Regions from separate parts of the Zea mays genome. Here region 2 is linked to region 1. The links are chromatin contacts, called in public Hi-C maps. All regions are on one chromosome and are shown on one strand. The core of a region is the stretch at or near the end of the contact, and the rest is flanking DNA. Distances in the headings are between cores, read along the strand shown.

The links. Hi-C and Micro-C count contacts between places; a contact is called where the count stands out from the background.
Region 2: a contact with region 1 is called in a Hi-C map of leaf, with 2.0 times the contacts expected there. The contact joins the promoter of LOC100277163 here to the promoter of LOC100276927 in region 1. A contact is called at or near these places in 3 of 25 Hi-C or Micro-C datasets (ear, leaf and tassel).

The regions. Positions count from the first base shown.
Region 1 is chr5:40,360,667-40,364,347 of Zm-B73-REFERENCE-NAM-5.0, reverse strand. LOC100276927 (CASP-like protein 15) reads left to right here and starts at 1,893. Exons shown (of 3, transcript NM_001150620.1): 1 at 1,893-2,282. The coding sequence starts at 2,035. It also overlaps the pseudogene LOC103626262.
Region 2 is chr5:40,617,394-40,621,074 of Zm-B73-REFERENCE-NAM-5.0, reverse strand. It overlaps LOC100277163, which reads right to left and starts at 1,810. Exons shown (of 3, transcript NM_001407176.1): 1 at 1,443-1,810. The coding sequence starts at 1,707.

The sequences.
Region 1 (3,681 bases), core at 644-3,143:
GATGTGCGATACTGACTGAATCTAGTCGGTTCCAACTGCGGCTCCACACACTGGTTCGATAACGATCGCACAGGCTTCAACACAGGTGGTATCGTCCAACGAAATTTCTATTATCTATACTAACTATTAAGGCATTAGTGTAGACTGTCCCTGCCTCCCCCACTTCACGCGTGCCTCCCTCTCCCTCCCCGCGAAATTCGACGTCAACCTGCATCGCGAAACCTCCGCACACCATCCACGCGTGCCCCCGCCCTGCCCAACTGCTACCTCCGCGAAATCCCAACTGCTATCAGAATTCAGAAAGCGGGCGCGTACAACGTAAATATATGCGTGACGGCAACTCGTACGACACGAAAGGTAGCTGCCTTCCTCGCTACGCCTACCCCACCCTTGGTCCCTACCGCTAACCCTCAGCAGCCGCGTGACACGGTCACTCGTGCAACCCATTCTGCACTTTGGCCCTTCCCATGGCAACGCCCGCCTCCGCGCTGGCCCCACCAAACCCTAACCAGTCTACGGCGACCCGCCGTCGCTGCTGCTACAGCAGCAGCAGGAGGAAGAGGTGCCAGAGTTGGTCCCGGAGACGGTGCCGACGCCCCTCACCACCCCGATCGACCCCACCCCTCCGGCGGCGAGGAGAGCGAGAGCGATGACTCCTCGTCCGTCTGGTCGGCGCCCTCCTCCACGCCCACACCCATCCCCGCCCCGCCCCCGTGGCGCCCTCCCCCGCGGCCAAGGACATCCTCCACATCTCCTTCAACCAGGACTACGGCTGCTTCGCAGCGGGCACCAAGTCGGGCTTCCGCATCTACAACTGCGACCCCTTCCGAGAGATCTTCCGCCGGGACCTCGCCGTCGAGGGCGGAGTCGGCGGCGGGGGAGGGGGTATCGGTGTCGTCGAGATGCTGTTCCGCTGCAACATACTCGCGCTCGTCGGCGGCGGAGATAACCCCCATTACCCTCCCAACAAAGTCATGATCTAGGGCGATCATTCGGGGATCTCTCCTTTCGCTCCCCCGTCCGGGGCGTTCGTCTCCGTCGCGAGCGCATCATCGTGGTGCTCGAGAACAAAATCTTTGTCTACAACTTCGCGGATCTTAAAGCTGTTGCATCAGATCGACACTTTGAGCAACCCCAAGGGCCTCTGCGTCGTGTCACAGCAGCCCGGGTCCATTGTGCTTGTTTGCCCTGGTGCCTAGAAGGGGCAGGTTAGGGTGGAACACTATAAGGCAAGGAAGACCAAGTTTATCAATGCACACACTTCCCGCATCGCGTGCTTTGCGTTGTCGCAGGATGGGAGGCTCATTGCGACTGCTAGCACCAAGGGAACTCTTGTTAGAATCTACAATGCAGCTGAAGGCAATCTCCTGCAGTAAGTAAGCTTTCTTTCACGCGCTCGTAGCTGTATTGTATACATGTACATTCTGTTGGGTGACGTTGCAACTAATAAAAACTGATTTTGTCTAGTATGACGCAATCAAATGTCTTATTATTTTGTTTTGATAAAGAATTAATGATTGTATCATGCCAGACTACCAGCTCACATGTTTGGCTTTCGAGCACACTTTCTCCAGACCCCAAGGAAATATAAGATCCGATTAGATATATGTCGATACTCATCCCAGCGTATTTCCGTTGCAACGCACGGGCACATACCTAGTATAGAAATAAGGATTCTAACCATGATTACACTTACCTAGACAATAAAATATATACATGTTTTTCTGTTTTATATTTTATGGCGAATATAAATGGAAAGGTAGCAAAGTAGGAGCGCTTTGGTAGTAAATAATAACCCATGCTCAAGGGAAAGTGGGAAACGCTCGAAGAGGGGAGAGGAGACAGCGGTCCTATGTCCGTGTGGTCGTGCGGACTGCGGACTTCTCTTCCTCATTCCATCCCCGCTGCCCCATCCGGCCATCCCACAGCGAATCTCCCAAACCCCGGCTCCCTCGATTCCCAATCCCACCCCTGCCACGAAGAGATCAGATGACGGCGAGCTGCTGCTGATCGAGTGCAGTGGAATCGGAGGCGATGCGGGCTAGCCGGCCGGCGGTGCACCCTGTGGAAGCGGCCCCTCCGCCGCCGGCCGCGGCGGCGGAGGGGCCGGAGGCCCAGGTGGAGGGTGCCGCGCACCCGCGCGGGGTGCGGATGAAGGATCCGCCTGGGGCACCAGGGACACCTGCGGGGCTTGGTCTACGCCTTGCGCAGGCCTTCTTCGCAGCCGCTGCGCTCGCCGTCATGGCGTCCACCAACGACTTCCCGTCCGTCTCTGCCTTCAGGTCCAACAAATACCTTTTCTTGTGGATACCATCTTTTTTAAAATCTGAACCGACTTATTTGGGTTCTTTGTATGCCTGGATTAGAAATCGAAGTATTCTGGAGTCTTTCGCGTGAACTTTTAGAGTAGCAGTTGTATTTGCGGTATATTGAAGCTATTTGTGTAGGGGCTAGGCGATAGCGTGATGTGGTTTAGGGTTCTCCTTGTATTAGTCGAGTCGTCTCTTGTATTGGTCTTCTTAAGACCACCCCTTTTTATATAACGGGGCATAGTTCTTCTGCTTAATATATAACGGGGCATAGTTCTCATACGTTTTTGAGAGAAAAAGATGGCGTGATGTGGTCGAGTGAAGTCTATGTGGAGCTTACGTGGGATGACTGGAGAATGCATATTTATGTGTGCAAAAAATAAGTATTCTATAATATAATTATTTTTGAAGGATAGCTAAATCTCACTTCAGCTTATATACTTACCATCTTGATTAGCGGTGTGCCAATGTGGTAGTTGTAATCCCCCTATTGACTAAGAGCAACTCCAAGAGTCTCCTAAAAATTTATTCCTAAAAACTCCTAAAAATTTATTCCTAAAAACTATGTATTGGGGGCTCCACTAAAAAATATTTTGCCAAAATCTTATCTCCACACAGTAGATCCCTAATAATTAACTCCCCAATAGTTTAAGCATTTGACACGTCAGCCGGACATGGACACTGGCGGGGACAACATGCAGCTCCTGCTCAATGCAGCTCCTGCTCAATGCGCTGATGCACGACATGGCTGCCGAGTCTGACTCCTTCTCCGACGACATGGAGGTAGCCTCCTCTGAGTCCTCGTCCTCCGCCTCCTATTGCGGGCTCTCCTGTCCTGGTGCTCAAGCTCCGCCACTCCATATGCAAGCGCCGCCACTCCATATGCAAGCGCTCCCCGAATAAGAACAAGAAGCATCAGCAACAGGTGGCCATGGCCACTGCACCACAACAGTCGTAGCCACATGTGCCCCATCGGAGTTGTGGAGCTGGAGGACCTGGGCGTCGATTATCCTCCAACGTCCGGCATAAGAATCCCAGACGGAAAAAGTGCGCCAAAGATGGAGGAAATAGCACGCTGTAGGAGATTGGGGTGGCAGCTCGTTCACGAATATTTGGGGGAGGTTGAGCTCCATATACATGGCCGTGAAAAAATTGGGAAGAGAAAGGGGAATTGTTGGAGTTGAAGACGTCCGGAGATGACTTTTTACCTTAAAAACACTTTTAAGGTTGATTTCGGTGATTTGTTGAAGTTGCTCTAATGCTGATTTAAATAGCTATTTAGCTAATTTTATCATGTTTAACTCTGATCTATTTAGAACGGTTATATGGTTTTTAATAAAGGGATGATCCAGTGCCAGAGGCTCAGGTTTCT
Region 2 (3,681 bases), core at 561-3,060, 260 kb before region 1:
ATCTGGTTGATCTCTAGTAAACTCATGAAGAGACCTTGGAGTACGACGTATATGCTCTACCGAGAAGGGGACTACTGGTAACCAAGTACTGGTCATGACTTCAAGTGAAACCCATTCACACAAAACTTGCAATTCAAGGCATAGTCCATTGTCCAAGTTGTGGGTTGGTGTAGCTTGGAGTTCTAGCCGGAAGTTCAACTTAACAGTCTCTGCTGAAACACTAGTATATTAAACAGTAGTGAACAGTGGCAAAAACTGCAGATGGGCATTTGAGATCTGGTGGGGATTGTTAGGATTTATGGGCTAGGCCCAATTGAGAAACTCAATTAAATCCCAGGAAAATCTCAAAAGCCCATATATGTGTATGGCTAGGGAATGGTGGAACCAATAGCACCATATTGCTAGTCCTAGTGGAATGGAGCTAGCTTAAATATGGAAGTCACACTCACTCACCAAGTCATGGATGAGAGGAGAGAGTGTGGAGAGCCACACGCGCGCGCGCTCGCTCGCCTCGCCTCGCCTGGGCGGGGCGGGGCGAAGGGCGTGGGCGCACGACATGCGCGTGAATGGTCCGCCGAAATCCGGCCCCTCGCCTTGCGGGGCGCGCCTTCCTTTTGCCGTTTGAATTTTTGGTTGCTTGGCTATTAAGTTGAGAATCCTAACTGATCGCTATAAAATCTAAACTGAACGCGAGATTTTCGCGGGCGGATAGGATCGAAGATAGTAATCTGTTCGCGGACTCGGCCCTATAAAAGGCGCCTGGCAGCCAGCATCCAAATCATCCCAGTTTTCGCTTTCGCCTCTCTTCACAGCTGAGCCGCCTTCAGTTCTCTTCATCCCGACCGCAGACGTGCATCTGCGATCAGGAGAGCATGTCTCCAGAACCCTTCGCCCTCGAGATCCTGCACCGGGAGAGGGCGAATAAGGTTTTTGGGAAGCGTCCTCACGCGACTGCTCGTGATCTTCTGACCTCGTCGACCCTGCTGATTTCGCTGCTTCGACTTCGTCGACCCTGCTGATTCCGGCCCACGCCGTTAACTAGTATGTCTGATCAGTACGCATTATCTGATTTGACTTTTTACTTCAGTTCTTCTGATTTGGTCATGATATATATTCGAAATTTAATCTGGACTTTATCTAATTATTCAACATCTTTGTCTTACAGGGTCCAAGAATAAAGATACTATCGGCATTGGTTCAGAGAAAGTGGAAGTCAAGTCATTTCCTTCCTGTTGAGGCATTAGAGCATCTCCTGCCCAAATGCTATCACGCTCGCCATCTCGCTTTTTTAGCTACTGCACAAGAAACTGAGCCTCCAGCAGTCTAGCTAAGGGTTTCGTCATCCCTGTTGCAACTAGAGAGCTCGGGCGCAGACCTTTGGATAGTAAACCCTGGAGGACTGTCCTGTCAACCGAGCAGAGCTGGGGGGGAAGGGGGCAGACCTTTGGAGAAAGGGACGATGTGGTCGTACTCGTAGCAGAGGCATCCGTGGCAGCCCCAGAAACGGCGGCAGACCACGTTGCCCACGGCGTCCTGCCGCCAGCGTTCCGGGTGCCGTCCCGACAGCACCGCTGCCTTACGCCAACACGCCGTCCTGGTCTTCTCGTCGAAGGACCTCGGGCGCTCCTTCCATGTCGCCGGAGCCGGAGATCTCCCGCCACTCCCCTCGCCGTCGTTCTCCCGACGGGGAGAGGAAGGGCCACCCATCCAACCCAACCTCCGTCAAACCTCAGGGAGTCAGGGCTGGTTTGGTAATTGGTACTATTCAAAAATCAAAATAGTCTATTGTGTCAGCGAGCACACTAAAGTCGGCTCGGCGGAGTCGGGTTTTGCCGGATATTTGTCGTGGGTGTGATTTGGGGTCCGAAAATTCATTTTATTGTATATTGACCTCATATGTCCCTCAAAACATTATTTTACACCGTTTTATACTGTTTATATAATATAGTTTAAATATGAACATAAATATGGATAAATTGTTGGAGATAGTCTAAAACTAAAACCATGACTTTCTTGATTGTTTTCATAAATTGTGTATTCTTTTTTATATTTATTTTTTGATTTTTTGAAAGATCATAGTAAATCATAGAAAATGTAAAATAGAAAAATTAATTTTGTTAAGCTCTAATGAATACATCTACCCTTATTAATCTTAAAAAAGAAATACTAGCTAGGGTTTCCAATTTTGCTCCCAATGTATCCATCATTTTTATATTGACCAAATGCAATGTGATGTAAAGCACTTAAGATCTTTGTCAAGAAGGTGATGAAAGAAATGGGCAGCTTGTCCAGCCAATGGCTTACCATCTTTCCGTCTTACCTGTCGAATGGCATGTGTCATATCTAATAGCAGATTGACCGCCACCAATATAGCAAGCTACGGGCCAGTAAGCAATCAATAGAAATATCAGTATGAAGAGGATGGAAAAGCTTACTGAATACTGAAAGGATAACTTGTTAAGTAGCCAGAGAATAAAGAAGTAGGCAGGAAAAGTGAACATATAATATGATATGTTTTAGTACAATTTTATTATAGTTTTGGATTCATGACTTTCTGTAATTAATGTACAACTATAGTTTTTTGTTCAATTGTGATGTTTTTTATGACGAGATTAATCATGCAGAGATTGCATGCTTGAGATATAGTAAAAAGATAAACCTATATAAAACTATAACTTGCCACTCCCTCGGTTCCAATTTATAATTTATTTGACTTTTTTATCCAATTTAACCAGTCTATCTTATTCAAAATATTTGTAAAAAAATCAAAGTCATATCTAAAGTATATTATATGTTATCCTGTCGGTCGTCATGATATTCTTGTATGGATGATGAACTCCAGCTTGCTTCCCTGTTTGACATGCGCTACAAATTCTGTCTTTCTCAAAATGAACATTTGTTATTCATAAAATATGCTCTTCCTTTATAAGCTTGTGAAGATTCTTCATCCCAACATGAGCAAGTCGACGATGCCAGAGCCAGCCCATATTAGTCTTAGTAATTAAGCAAGTATCTAGTTCAACATTGTTATCATTAAAATCAACTAAATATAGCCGACAATCTAACACTCCCTTAAAAGCTACTTAATCATCACTTTTTCTAAAGACAGTAACATCAACATCAGTAAAGAGACAGTTGTAGCCCATTTTACATAATTGAGAAATTGAAAGCAAGTTGTAATCTAAAGAATCTACAAGAAAAACATTAGAAATGGAATGGTCAGGGGATATAACAATTTTACCCAAAGCTTTAACCAAACCTTTATTTCCATCCCCGAATGTAATCGCTCTTTGGGGATCATCATTTTTCTCATATGAGGAGAACATTCTTTTCTCCCGTGTCATGTGGTTTGTGCACCCGCTATCGATTATCTGACTTGTCTCGCTGGATGCATAAACCTAAAAAACAAATTTAGACCTTGTTCTTAGATACCCAAACGGTCTTGGGTCCTTTTACATTAGAAACAAGCACCTTGGGTACCCAAACACAAGTCTTGGGACTCTTATGTTTGCCTCCAACATATTTGGCAACTACCTTGCCTGATTTGTTAGTTATCACAAAAGATGCATCAAAAGTCTTAAATGAAATGTTATGTTCATGTGATGCATTTGCAATTTTCTTTTTAGGCATTTTGATATGAGTTGAATGCCTAGAGCTAGAAGCCTCATTAGTATACATGTA